2 separate regions of the Mus musculus genome follow, and region 2 is linked to region 1. A link is a contact called in public HiChIP or PLAC-seq data. All regions are on one chromosome and are shown on one strand. Each heading gives the region's core, a stretch centred on a gene start, on an enhancer-like site or on the middle of the called end of the contact. The rest is flanking DNA. Distances are from core to core; before and after follow the strand shown. Region 1 overlaps Gm34081 (a long non-coding RNA gene). Region 2 holds the start of Meg3 (maternally expressed 3).

Region 1 (7,074 bases), core at 2,509-5,008:
TGGAGGCAAGGAAACATGAGGGGGACAAGGAAAAGCCCACGGTCGCAGAAAGGACAGCTGGATCTAAGGGATATGAGCTGAAAACAGAAGGGGAAGGAAGGGTGGTGTCGCAGAGCTGCTTCGCTCTGGGCTGCAGGGACACAGGAGGAACAAGGCAGGTCTACGTGACCCTTGTCTGTCTAGGGCTACCTCTTACCTGTGCTTCACATGGCCAAGAGGAGGAAAATGGACATACTGGCATGTTTAACAGGAAATTGAGAAAGACACCAGATCATACAGAGTTGAGAAAACACCAGCCACTTAGCTTGGAATAAAGACCCGCAAGTAGGAAGGTGGGGTACAAAAGAAGATTGGGGTGAACCCAGGAGTAGCCCCATCTCCAGTAGACCTAACCCACATATGTTTCCGCCATACGGTCCCCCAGACCACAGATGGAGTACTCCAGGCTTCCCATCCCTGCCTGCTGGCTCTGTTCCTCCATAGGAGAGTGAACACTGAAAGACAGCAATGGCTGTCTCTTCCACAGCCTTCCCTGCTGAACCCTCAGGATAGATGAAATTCCGAAGGGAAAGTTAAGGGGTCCCATCGAGCATGCCTGCTCAAGGACCCTAGTGTGCTCTGACTTTCCTCCTAACCCATGCAGGAACGGGCCATTCTGTAGCCCCCAGGGGGCCTCCACCAGCTCCTCTTCATGTACCACACTGCCTACAGAAAGGCCCCGTACAAGGGCCGATGAGAAGCAACCTGAGGGAGCTGTAAATGTGGAAGAAGCCTGTGGAAGCCTCAAGGAAATAGTGGCCTGGGGGCACATCAAAGCCAGGGAGGGTACTGAAACTCCTCTGCCTCTGAACAACTCTCCAACATGAAACATTTCAACGTTTTCACAGAGGACTTGGGGTAGAAGTTTTGCTTCCTTATACCCTTTCTCTGCTAAGGGAAGTCTACACAGGCCTGGTTCTGGGGACCCTTGAAAGCCAGGTCCAGCACCCCCTACCCCCCTATCTCCATTTTGCTGACTATTTAGGGACTTTCCTAGTTGCTATGAGTCTAGCCTGTCTTGGATATAGCCAGCTCTACAGACTGCTGAACAGCTGTGCCTACCCCTCTCCGCCCCCCCCACCCCCCCAGTCCTTCCCTCCATTCCTGTCCTGGGCCTGCAACAAGGATACTTTACATGTAGATCAAGAGTCTTTTCTCACTCCTCTTAGATCACTGGGCAGGAATGGTGGCATTTGCTGCCTCTGCACATGGTGGTAACTGGATCAGCAGAGAGCCCCCCCCACATCTTCCTACAAGGCCTGCGCCATCCTGAAATAGCCTGAATGTATGTATGGTATCTCCTGGAACAGAAGAAGCCAGCATTTAAACATCCTTGGTATCTTGTTTATGCTTGGTAGTTACCAACAAGGCAGGTGGGCTCTGGAGAGCCTCATTCCTTACGAGGGCTCCCGGATCAACAGCACACATAGCTTCCGAGACTAGGGGCTGAGGTCAGCACCCACATAGGCTGCTGCTGCTTGATGGATGTCCTTCACACAGCTGAGGTCTGCAGTCACAGGCTGGGCCCAGCTCCAGGACCCTAACCCTAGCCATTTCCTTTTATAGTAAGAAAAAAATGAACCCAGAAAAATGGTAGGGGCTGCATGGGCAGACAAGGACCCAGGCGGACTAGGCACCCAGATAGTCACAAGGGGAAACTATGAATCCTTGAGACTGAATTCTGAAGAGGAAATCAGGCAGAGTAAAACTCCCACAGGCTTACTGGCCACCCAGCCAGAGGACAGTCCATTGCCTTCATCTTCTGTAGTAGTGGCTGCCTGTGCATTATGGGATATTATCAAATGATGGCAGTGCGCTAGTCACCCACAGGTAGAATATGCATGCCCATCTATCCAATAAGAAGTAAAAATTAAATGATAACTTTAAATTATTTCAGTGAAGAATGCTTTTGATATGTTAAAAAAAACTAACTGTGTGTGTGTGTGTGTGTGGTAAATGCTTGCAGCAAAATCTTAAGTAAAAACCAATATAAAATTGTGTGTTGTATTATAACAAAAATTTAAAATTAGGACTAGTGAGGAGGTTCAGTGGGTAAAAATGCTTTCTGCCAAACCTGACTAACTGAATTCAACCTCAGACTCCATGGTGGAAAGAGAAAATCCAATTACAACACGCTTGCGTGCGCGCGCGCACACACACACACACTCACACACACACAGACACACACTCACACACACTCACACATACACACGCAAGTACACAAATATGCACACACACATACAAACACATATATATGAAACTATTCTTGAAAATATTTACGAAGGAAACAAGCTAAAATTATTAGAAATGGTTATCTCAAAGTAGTGAAAAAGAGGTTTTTTGTTTGTTTTTCCATGCTGGGATCAAACCTGGAGCCTAGCACATTCTAGGCAAATGCCCTACTGTGAAACTGTAAACCCACAGTGAGGGTTTTTATGAATGTTGTTTTTTTTTTTTTTTTCCTGTACTTGGCTGGTTTTTTACAAAATTCTAAAGAGCTCTGTAAGTAGAGGGGGAAAAATAGATTAAGCAAAGGAATAATGGTGAATTTAAAACAAGCACACTCTCTGAAGCCTCTCCAGGCACTGCTGTCCGTTGTCCCCAGGGTAAAGTCACTTCCAGCTGAATTTGCTGCTTTTGAGGGGTGGACTTTACCTGATGGCATGGCAGGGGACATCCTGTGCTGATAAGATGCCTGTGATTGCAGGCATCAGGAGGTCTGCATCCTGGGACCTCTGTGGCAACCTCTACCCTTTCTACTCACTGCTAGCTGGAGACACAGAGCCTGTGTCCACACACACGTGCCTTTGCTGCCCAGGCCTAGGTTAATGTTCAGTGAAACTCGCTAAGCCTCACAAAACCCTAACAGGCACTGGGTCCATCCAGACTGACGCCTACCCAGAAAGCCAAGTGTTCCCTCTCACGAAAAACCCAAGTCTTCAGAGGATTCTGGCATAGACCAGAGTCCTTAGAGATCTAATGAAGCTCACAGCTCAAGAGAGAGAATTGGGGGGGGGGGGGGGGAGACAGGGAAAACCTGTAGAGGACAGAGGTCGAAGAACAAAGAGGGTGGGCTGAGGGGCTGCATGACTGTTAGGGACAGGGTGAGAAGATTCCAAAGCTGGTGGAGAGAGGAAGAGATAAGAAGGGTCAAGATAAGATAGCCCTTGTTTGTTCTCCAGGCAGGTTTGGAGGCTGGGGAACAGTGAAGTTTTAGCTTTCCCCTCCACGTTGTCTTCCAGGGTAATCTCTGCTCAGCAGAAAGATCCAGAGCCACCAAGCCACCATTTTCCTTCATTCAGATTCCCAGACTACCCTTCAGCAAAAAGCAGAAGACTCTTGTGTCATGGATAGCCCCTGATGGCATCTTTAGCCAAAGCAGGGGGTTGGAGGGGTTGTCTGTGATGTAGAGAGCACACCAGTCACCAGTCACTCATGTCTACTTCTTCCTACCCACCTGAGGTTGGTAGGGGTGGGGACCGGGGGTAGCTGTGTCAGACCTAGATGACACTCTCCCTTGGATGGGTTACACTGAAAAGACCTAAACCTAAGAGATCCTTGTGGAAACAGTGGACTACTGAGGAAGTCGGGGTCTTCCCAGAAGTCATTAGAGACTCGGGAAACCATCTCCTCCGGAAGGGAGGAGCAGAGCCCAGAGAGGCCAGGGCGGTGCTGGATCCAGGCACAGCCACAGAGACCAGCAGGTTCAGTGCGAGCGTGCTGCCATCGTGTGGAGGTCTGACCCAGAAGGTCCCCAAGGGTCTTGGGACACCCCCTGTGCCCCCAGTGAGAACCTCACAGGCCATGGTACCTCTGCCCCTAGACCACAGGCCTAAATGGGCCCAGAAGGTTTTGGCAGTGTGACTTGGCTGGGTTATGGCATTCTGGGGCCTCATACTTTCCAGGATAGATGGGCGGGCGGGTGGTTTGAACAAGCAAACCTAATCCTAGAGCCTGTCAAGAGAGATTGACAGCCCAGGAAGGGGCAGCCAGGCTGGAGCCAGACAGGGCCAGATCCCTAAACTGGCTGCTCCAACTTGGGGCTGAGGGATTAACCCTGCCCAGTCCTTTCGAAAGGGTGGACACCAGGATTCTTTGGATACTCACCAGAAAGGCCCACTTCTCCCCTCATTACCGTTTGCCTCCTAGGTCCCTATCCCTGCCCATCTTGTGTCCCAGGGGCACCCAAAACAGCAGAGAGTAGCACTGATCCCGGTCCCAGCCCCAGCCCCAGCCCCAGCCCCATCTTGCATGTTCGGAGCTTCTTCCCATGAAACAGATGGGAACCATGCTCCCTCTTGACCCCGCCTTCTTCCATCAGGGCACTCCCATCCCTCCGGGTAGACAGAGGTAGGCAGTGCAGCCCCTCTTTCTTTCTTTCTTTCTTTCTTTCTTTCTTTCTTTCTTTCTTTCTTTCTTTCTTTCTTTCTCTCTCTCTCTCTCTCTCTCTCTCTCTCTCTCTCTCTCTTTCTCTCTTTCTTTCCTTCCTTTTTTTCTTTCTTCCTTTTTTTAAAAGATATATCTATATATTTTATGTATATGAGTACACTGTAGCTGTCTTCAGACACACCAGAAGAAGGCATTGGATTCCATTACAGATGGTTGTGAGCCATCATGTGGTTGCTGGGAATTGAACTCAGGACCTCTGGAAGAGCAGTCAGTGTTCTTAACCACTGAGCTATCTCTCCAGCCCACAGCCCCTCTTTCAAGCATGCATCAGTCCATCAAAACCAATATTAAACGCCAGGCAGTGGTGGTGCACGTCTTTAATCCCAGCACTCGGGAGGCAGAGGCAGGCGGATTTCTGAGTTTGAGACCAGCCTGGTCTACAAAGTGAGTTCCAGGACAGCCAGGGCTATACAGAGAAATCCTGTCTCGAAAAAACAAAACAAAACAAAACAAAAACAAACAAACAAAAAAAAACAAAAACAAAAACAAAAAAACCAATAATAACCTAGTACAGGAAGGCCAGCCCAGGCTACATAGTAAGACTCTTTATTTATATTTTTTTAGATTTAAAGACAGAGTCGCTGTATCCAAGGCTGTCCTGGAGCTCATTATCCAACTGAGGTGATTTTAAGTGTCTGCTCCACTTTCCTCTGTCTCCTGAATGCTAGGATTGCAGGCACACACCATCAGACCTGGCTTTATGATGTGCTAGAGACCAAACCTTTATCTTTATCAGGAAACACAAGTATTTTATCAGTGAAACTGCATTCGAACCTCTGCCAGACCCTATCTTAAAAAAAACAAAAAAACAAAAAAACAACAAAAAAAAAACTGGACCGGGCAGTGGTGGCGCACACCTTTAATCCCAGCACTTGGCAGGCAGATTTCTGAGTTCGAGGCCAGCCTAGTCTATAGAGTGAGTTCCAGGACAGCCAGGGCTACACCGAGAAACCCTGTCTTGGGAAGAAAAAAAATCCATAGTAGCTCTGTCTCTTGGGGTTTCCCCAGGAAGCAGACACTTCGAGAAAATAGATACTAAGTAGACCCTCAGCTAGAGGGGTGCAGAAAGGGCCTCCAGGGGTTATATTGGTTTTCCATGGTTGAAAATGTTAGTGACAGAAAGAAGTTCCTGGAGTGATGGGTAACACATAGCCAGAGAGTCCCCCAACAGAAGCAGTGGCCTTCCTTGGGCCTACTGATGGCAATCCCAGGGGACAAATGGGCCAAGTTCATGACTTTTGTCCTTCTGGATACTTAGCAGAATGTGGGGAGATGGGGAGACTCCAGGGCAGACTCTCCTCAAAGTGAGCAGGGTTTTACGCATGGTGCAAGGATGGGGCTCAAGGGGGGGGGGCTATCATGGACCACAGGCAAAGCTTTTTTTTGTCTTTTTTTGTTGTTTTGTTTTTTGTTTTGTTTTTGTTTTTCGAGACACGGTTTCTCTGTGTAGCCCTGGCTGTCCTGGAACTCACTCTGTAGACCAGGCTGGCCTCGAACTCAGAAATCGGCCTGCCTCTGCCTCCCAAGTGCTGGGATTAAAGGCGTGCGCCACCACCGCCCGGCCAACAGGCACAGCTTATTAGATGTTTCTCCCGTCAGAAGGCTTCTCTTGCAGGGAAGGGCATTCCCCACCTCAGACTCCTGCTCCAGGAGATGCTCTACTCCAAAGGGCAAGTCTGAACGAAAAAGAAAAGACCTTCACTGGCTGCTCTCTGCTTGGCCCTGACCGTTGGTCCTGGGTTCCTATAGGCTGCTGGGCCCTGGGTTACCTGGGTTCTGTCACATTTGGCCTTGGAGGCTGTCTTGGAACAGGGTCTAGCCAGTGGCTATGAATCCCCGCTGCCCTGCCCCCCCCCCCCCCCCCGAGATTAAACTCGTGTGTCACCACATCTGGCCAGTGCTTGCATTCTATGTCCTAAATATTAGTCTCAGATATGAAAATGTTAAGGCAGAATTCTGTTGCCTAAACTGAATGAGTTAATGGTTGTAAAGTCCCCCTGCTTTCTTCCTTGTATCTCTCTATATATGTATATCTCATATACACGTACATACATCGTGGCTGTTTCACTTTGAGACAGGGTCTCACATAGACCAGGCTAGTCTCAGATTTGCTGTGTACCTGAAGATGACCTTGAGTTAATGCTGCCATGCTAAGTAAGTGTGCCGCGGATCTCTCCCAGGGCTTCCTCCATGTGTAACCAGCATCCTGTCAGCTAGCTACATGGCTACCTCTCTTCATGCAGATGCGATTCCCCCCCATGTGACAGACAGCCTTGAAGCACCAGAAGGAAGGCCCTTCACTCTTACCATCGAGGTTGGCAAATCTCATAGCTGAGAGAATCCAGGCTGGGGGTTGCCCCTCGTCCCACCAGCAGCTTCTCTATGCATTTCACCTTTGTCACAGCCCTTACTACATTCCAGCCCACTTAGACCTCTGGCCTCCTGTGTCCTTTAGACTGCTTCCTGGCCACAGGAAAGCTGTGCTGCCTTTGCATGCTCTTCCCTTATTGATCCATGATGATCTAATTGATTCTGTTCTCAGATCCGGTCTCAAACCCCTAAGGGGCGGGGCTCAAATTCTCCCTC
Region 2 (7,074 bases), core at 2,708-5,207, 41 kb before region 1:
TACCTCTTTAAAAATCATGAAAAAATAAAAAATAAAAATAAAAATCAATGCCAATTCACCCCTCCTCTCTAGACACTAGGCTACCCCCTTTGACACATGAATGACAGGAATAACATGGTCACATTATGTAGAAAGTGCCCTGGAAATGACCGCACACTCGTGTCCTTACTCAAAGTCTCCCGGACATCCTGTTGTCTAAAGAGCCCCTACCTGGCGCAAGGAGAGCCCTGGGCATAGGGGCTGCAGGAGTCTGCGAGAGAATGGTTGAGACACATGAGCCATGAACGGGAGGACTAGATCCACCTGCAAACCTTTCAACAAACATGTGCTGAGGTCTCTGCCCAGCCCTGCCTCAGGCTGCTGCAGTTCATTTAATTCTCACAACAACCCTAGGAGGTTGCTCCTAATGTCCCCACTACCCCAAAAGGGACATCTCCGAGAAGGTGGGTGGAGGAGGGGGAGGGGACATGCCTTGGGGGGTCAGCCACGTGCTCATTCCAGAAGGAAGCACCCCACCCCACCCCACCCACGGAGTTGCCAGCAAGATGCTGGTCGCCCCTGACCCGGGTCCCCCTCCTGAGAGGTTCCCAAAGGGACCCTTTTGCTCAGGACATTGTTAGGACAGCATGATCAGTCACAAGGGACGACCCTCCTCGGGGAGGGCAGCACTCCAGTTCACTAGCAGATGAACACGAGCACAGATGTACAGGAAAGGGCTCAGACTCAAGACACAAGCAGAGCAAAGGTCAAGGGCCATGGCCAGTGCCCCCTCACTAGGGCACTGGTTCAAGGTTTGAACCCCAGAGAAACTAGCTGGCCACTGATGATCCTCTTTGTCGCTTGTCCCTCGCTGTCCTGATCCCAGGGGGGTCCACAAGGAGTTGCTCTGTATGGTAGTGGGTTCCTGGAATCCGTGCTCCTTGGCTCTACAAATAACCAAAGGTTAGAGAATTTATTAAATGCCCAGGTATAGGTATTAATTACAATGTAAGCTAATTAATTATAACTAATTATAATTTCAGCTAATTATTTAACATTTTAAGTTGTCTTTAATGGCTAATGGGTCTGGGGGTGATGAATGTGCAATGGGCAGGAGAGCTCACAGGCCATATAACATGCAGGCAACTTGAGGGAGTGGCTGGGGTACCAGGAGGTAGAGGTGCACAGCAGGTACTCGAGCAGCAGCCTTGGCATCCAGAAGGTGGTCCTGGAAGACTGGTGTGAGCCGATGATGTCATCCCTGAAGAGAGAGCCTAGGATATGGGAGGGGGTTGTTAGAAACCACCTTGATGACCTCTAACGGCCAGCCCAGGAACAGCATAGAGAGGGAGGGGGCAAGTGAAAGAGGAGAGAAGGGAGGGGAAGGCTTGGGGGGAAAGAGGGAGGGGTGGGAGGGATCAGGGAAGAGAAGCAGGGATGGGGTGGAGGGAAGGAAGAGAAGGGAGGGGTAAGAGGAATGAGGGAAATGGGTAGGGGCGGGAGGAGAAAGGAGGAGGAAGGGAGGGGTAAGAGGAATGAGGGAAGTGGGTGGGGGGGAGAAAGGAGGAGGGAGGAGGGAGGAGAAGTGGGAGGAGGGAAGAAGTGAGGAAAAATGGGAGGGGGAAGATAGGGGAGAAAAGTGGGAGGGGAAAGAGGGAGAGGAGAAATGGGAGGGGGAGGAGGGAGAAGAAATGGGAGGGGGAGGAGGGAGAAGAAATGGGAGGGGGGAGGAGGGAAAACAGAAATGGGAGGGGGAAGAGGGAAAGTAGAAATGGGAGGAGAAGTAGGAGGAGAAATGGGAGGGGAGGACAGCAATGGGAGGGGTACAGATGAATTGATTGACAGGTCACAAGTGTTAGCTGTGTGCGCATGCGCAACTCTAGCGCTAGTCTGGCAGGCCAAGAACCATTTGCACATAGAGACCGCTAGGGGGCGCGCGGCCCGCACTCACTAAGACTCCAATAGCCCAACCACCTGAGGCACCCCCACAGGCGCCAGGACGCAGCTGCTAGAGCTAGACTGACGTAGGAGGGGGGAGGGCGCCCAACAGGTTTCAGGCTTGGGGGGGGGGGGCAGAGCCCACATCAGCCATCTTTAAGGGTCGCTATGCACCCCCATCGCCTCTGCCTGAGCCATTTTCCAGACATGACGCAGCACACACACAGGCATCCAGGAGCCGCCTTGCACCAAAGAGACCCTGCAGTAAGGGGCTGCCCCCAGACCACAATTCTACTCCTGATAAGTAAAAGCAGGACGCTGCCCCCACCCACCATTAGTAAATCCAATTAAGCATAATTAAAATTTAAAGACTCAATTCTTAATACAGAACACTCATTTTTGAGGTCTTCAGCTATATGACAAAATAAAGGCAGACCACCCTGCCTCCCCCCACCCAATTAACACCCTTCTCCTCAAAACCTTGCCCCCCCTTTGCCACGTCAACTCTCAAGACCCTTATGGATGACGCCTAATTAATTAATATTTTTTGCAATTCTTCCTCAAAAAGCCACACCTTTCTAAGACCCCAGAAAACACAAATCACTGAAAATAAATTAATCTGCGTCCATGACACCCTAAATCACACAGCCACTGCAGATGACGCCATCTCTGACCTATTGTAAGTCCTGCAAGCGCACCTTAGTGAATCCAGGTATCTACTAACATTTCCCCATAGGTAAATGAACCCATGGTCCCGCAACCCATCTCGCTCCCGACCCCCTCCTGCAGGAGAACAAAGGCCACCTCCTCTTCCCTCCCCACCCCGCCCCCCAAAATTCCGCAGTGCCACCAGCGCCCTCTTGCGGCCATCAATAGAACATTCTAGAAACCTGCCACGTCGCAGCCCTCAGGCTGCCCCCCCCCTCAGCCAGCCAGCCCAGAATGAGGAGGGGGCGGCCAGGGGGGGCTTCACGGGGACAAAGGAAACGGCAAAAGGTGATTTACCAAAAGTCAAAAGCCTTCAACACGTCAGAATCTAGCCGCAGCCATCATGCGCAATGCCAAAAAGAACCCTGCCTCCAAATTTCCAGCACTCAGATCACCCCCCACACCTCCACACACCCCCTTTTCTGCATTTTATCTTTTCCTTCCTATGAGACGCAAGGACGTGGGGTTTTTTCTACCCTAGCCCACCCCCCACATCTATTCTGCCTTTGCCCCCCGGTTCCGCAGCCTTCTCTGTGATCTGGGGGTCTCCGGCTAGATTTGCCTTTGACGCCCTCTCTTTCCGCTGTTAAAGTAGCTGCGTCAGGAAACGGCTAGTAATGGTTACATTTTTTTTCCCACTATATTTTGCCCGAGGTTAGGTCTATACTAAACCCGAGTATCTGGATTCAGAATTGCTGGTCAACATGAACCTCTAAATCTTACGCCCACGTTCCGCCGAGAACCTGGCTAGGAGAAAAAGATGGCTCGAGACCCCCCTTTTCAGGTACCCCCCCCCCATTTTATGGGGCTTGCGGGATGATGCATCGCCGCCATGTCTCTCACCATTAATGCGATTCTAAGGGGGGCTTTCAGCCACCAAAACCAGGTTTTTAGACCCCAGAAACAAAAATACACTGGATTTGGGGGCGGAATATCTCATTATTGCTGCTTTTCTTAATCAGGGTCTCTACCGCGCTGCCCACACTAGTGAGAAAAAAAGCCCTAGTGGACCGGACCCCCCCACACCCGCGAGAAAAATGTGCCTGAGGATTCTTTTCCTTGCAGAATTTCGTGTTGGATGCTGGGGACCAGGCTAAGGGGCTGGCTTTGGGAGAAGGTCCCCAGCACTGGCCTTTCGGCATGTCCAGGAGGACGGAGCCGAAGCCAGATAGTGATGTCGTCTTCATTTTTGCACATCCTTTCAGGCAAAGGATGGCTAACCACTCACCAGGTAAGAGATTCTTCTGTGGGCGCCCCGGGTTTCTGGAAGAGCTGCAGCCAAGGCCAGCAGAGCCGAGGCGAGCTCTATTCCAGCTCTTCGTCTTCTGTGCTAGGGGCTGGCTGGGTGGGGTTTATATAAAGGCGCAGAAGGGGTGGTCTTTGACGTCAGCGCATTCTGCTGCAATGCGCTCATTTCTCTAAAAGTGATTGGCCGGAAAAATGAGCCCCCCAGATTCTATGACAAATTGCTGTAGCCGCACCCAGACTGCAGCAAAGAACGAAGGAAAAAAAAATCTGCCGCAGTGCCCCTGGCCGCCATGACCAACACCCTGTGGTCGCTGGTGATTTTTCCCTACATGAGCCCTAGTTGTGGATGGAAGGGCGATTTGTAGACAGAAACTGGGGGGAAATAACCCCAACTGGTGATTGTTCTCAGGCGACCAAGGATAAAGGTGGGGTACCGGGGATCGGCAGATGGCTTGCCTGGGTTTCTCAGAACATCAGTCAGGGGCTCCGGCTTAGGAAAGGAGAGCGTTGTTTTTTCCTAATTGCACTGGAAATTTTTAATAAAAATCCCAGATAAAATAATTGATTCCCAAATGTTAGCCTGGAGGCTGTCACCCCCACATAGGGTACCCCGATTCTGACGGACTATCTTGATACGGGGAATTTGGCATTGTTGAGGCAAAAGGACCTTGATTTTGAGTCCCAGGCTTTACAGAAGATACAACCTGTGCACCAAAAACCTTGCGCTATTCCGCCCTTTCCCAAGGACCCATTTCTGCCCGTTACAGGGGTACCCAGCAACCCGGAGTGTACTGTGAATATAGGCGCAACTGTGCCCCCTAAGAAAAGTACTTAATTAGTGAAAATGGGGTCCCTGTGGTAATGCTTAGAGTACACCCCCAAATCGGGCTGATTCCCCACACTTTGAAGGGCGCCCCCCCCTCTCCGCAGCCCAAGCAGACACATGTTGCTATGGTGCGTAGCTGCTGGCTGCGGACGCTCTGAGACTTGGCACAGGAGAGCTAATCCTTAACAGGTGGTACCTCCGGCTGCTCTGCCTACCCTAAGTGGCAAAGGGGGCAACATGTCCATCAAATGTCCTCTCGAAAAGGTCAGAATGCTGTTGAAAGGGACGAAGGATCTATCTTGGGGTGACAGGTGGGTGGCAACTGTGAGTCCAAAGAAGAAGCGTCTGGTGACAGAAAAGGAGCGAGAATGATTGAGACCCTAAAAGGAAAGTCAGAGGCCCTGTGGAGGACATGAAGCTGGAAGAGCCCCCCACCCCCACCCCCCCGCCGCCGCCTTATTTACGCCTCTGCAGCTGCTTTCGCGTAAGCCCCCTATGGCCAGCAAGCCTAGGATGCCACTGTGACTCGGGTCCTGGGGCTGAGAGGCACTGAGAAAAGCCACCGCTGAGCCCAGGGTTACCGATCAGCAGCTTGCCGGCGAGGTGACTCAGGCCTTTTCAGGGGTGGGGGCGTTGTTAAGGTAGGAACCGATGCACTTCGGAGGGTGAAAATGAAGGTTTAGGGCTTTGGGGGCATCAAAAAGAGCTTTCTGAATGTGTCAGATACTGGGAGAGAAAGAAAACACCCCATTTTTGCAAAGAGCCCCCCAAAAGAAGGCCCCTGACAAGCTAAAGAGGCCTTCTCCAGCCACAGACGTCATTATGCAGCAAAAAACATGGCTCCCAGCACCATAGTCAACAGGAGACATTTATTAACCCACAGTATTATTAGCTAGGAAACAGCCAGAGCTGGCTGGGGCCAATCATCAGCAAGGAGACCCTGTCGTCAAGCCCCTGTGGCCAATCAGACACCAGAAGGCCCAGTTGCTAGCCTCTGGGGGCAGAGGCAAGGGGTGCGCATTGTCATGGAGGCTCATGTTCGTGGCCCACGACGAGTGGGATTGCAGCGGCCACTAGAGAGCATCAGTAGCCATGTACTAGGGGTCCCTGAAGGCTGTCAGCATTGCAGCCCCCAAAAGAACGTGAGCTGGAGCCTGGTGTGAGCCTCTGGCAAGCACTGACAGGACCCTCAGACACCCAACAGCCATTCTCTGGGCTCCAAGCCCTGTGTCCTTGAGAGAAGGAGGGCCTCCACAGCAAAGTCAGCCTTTGCATTTTTTTCCCCCCTGGGCCTCTTGCTCCTAAGCCTGTTCCTGGCAGCAAACCGTATCCCTCAGCTTCAAAGCCTTTACTGACAGGCCAAGGTAACAGACCCTGGAAGCTATGTGTTTCTGACAAACTGCGCAGTGGTTGGAATCTCAGCCCTGTTCCCTCCCAGCTGGTAGGCCAAGGTCCAGGCCCTTCCCCAGTCTGGGCCCCTATTTCCTCATCTGGAAAAAGGAAAGAGTTGGACAGGAGAGTCCCCAGGGAGCCTTCCAGTCCTGCTTTGCTTGATTTGAATGTATACATCAGGCGAGTCAAATGTCTTCCAGAACATTCTTCATGACAGTAATTAGTATCAGGTGTATTTTGTAGTCCATGTGGTTACTTCATCTTGCAGCTTTTCTTTCCATTGTATTTTATTTTATTTTAAACAGAACTCCATGGCAACATGTTTGTCCTTCTGGCTTCCTAAAATAAAGGCAAAAATAAGGATGGGGTAACGGGGGGCACCAGAGAATGCTGTAAACGAATCTCTACTAAGTCTTACCGTTTAACGACAATTAAAAAAATAATCCATATGCTTAAATGTGTTTGTCAGCTTCTCTGGAGCTCAGAACCTAATTTTTAAAATATTTAGTGGTCCAAAGCAGTGGGAGAAATTCTGGAAGAAGCCAAACCTATGCTAATGTTTGGATGGGATCTGTTTCTCTGTCTGGGCAATGCTAGTAGGTAGCCCTACTCAAAATGGATCTGTGAAGGCTCAGATTGGTGTCTATGAAGGAAAACAGGAGAACAGGTCCACATTTGAGAAAGAGTACTTTCTCTCTGAGTGTTACAACGTGGCTCTCCTGCAGGCTGGAGAGCAGCCAGATTTCCAGACCAGTGGCTTGCCTAGCCTTCTCCGCCTCCTCTTCCCTGGAGATCTAACTCATGGTATATAGATTTTTTTCCTTCTTTTTAATTATTTTCTTAAGACAGGGTACCCCCCCCCAAAAAAATGTAAATGAGGAAAATACCTAATTAAAAAAAAAAAAAAGACAGGGTACCCCAGGCCAGCCTCGGATTCATTATAGTCCAGGCTAACCTCAGTCTTACAATTCCCCCATCTTGGC

What was found. HiChIP or PLAC-seq counts read pairs in DNA pulled down with a chosen protein or histone mark.
Region 2: a contact with region 1 is called in an H3K27ac HiChIP or PLAC-seq map of differentiating embryonic stem cells, with 2.7 times the contacts expected there. The contact joins the promoter of Meg3 here to the enhancer-like site in region 1. A contact is called at or near these places in 2 of 39 promoter capture datasets (embryonic stem cells and stem cell-derived epiblast-like cells), 3 of 15 datasets of contacts at CTCF or cohesin (embryonic stem cells and stem cell-derived epiblast-like cells), 21 of 484 Hi-C or Micro-C datasets (the HPC-7 cell line, the N1E-115 cell line, cortical neurons and 3 more), 15 of 115 datasets of contacts at active chromatin or transcription factors (cardiomyocytes, differentiating embryonic stem cells, embryonic stem cells and 3 more) and 1 of 9 other capture datasets (embryonic stem cells).

Annotation. Positions count from the first base shown.
Region 1 is chr12:109,496,990-109,504,063 of GRCm38.p6, reverse strand. All of the region lies in intron 7 of Gm34081 (a long non-coding RNA gene), which reads left to right. Among named protein-coding and RNA genes, the nearest start is that of Gm34017, 9.0 kb to the left of the region's middle. Within about 2 kb of position 3,758, at least 15 of the 459 cell types and tissues checked have an H3K27ac peak or open chromatin away from gene starts, as enhancers often do. A contact at or near this core is called in differentiating embryonic stem cells, where this site is marked.
Region 2 is chr12:109,537,879-109,544,952 of GRCm38.p6, reverse strand. Meg3 (maternally expressed 3) reads right to left here and starts at 3,957. Exons shown (of 10, transcript NR_027652.1): 1 at 3,854-3,957; 2 at 1,104-1,253; 3 at 211-926; 4 at 1-5. It overlaps Gm34081 (a long non-coding RNA gene), which reads left to right and starts at 4,804. Exons shown (of 8, transcript XR_003950134.1): 1 at 4,804-5,340. It overlaps Mir1906-1 (microRNA 1906-1), which reads right to left and starts at 412; the gene lies at 333-412.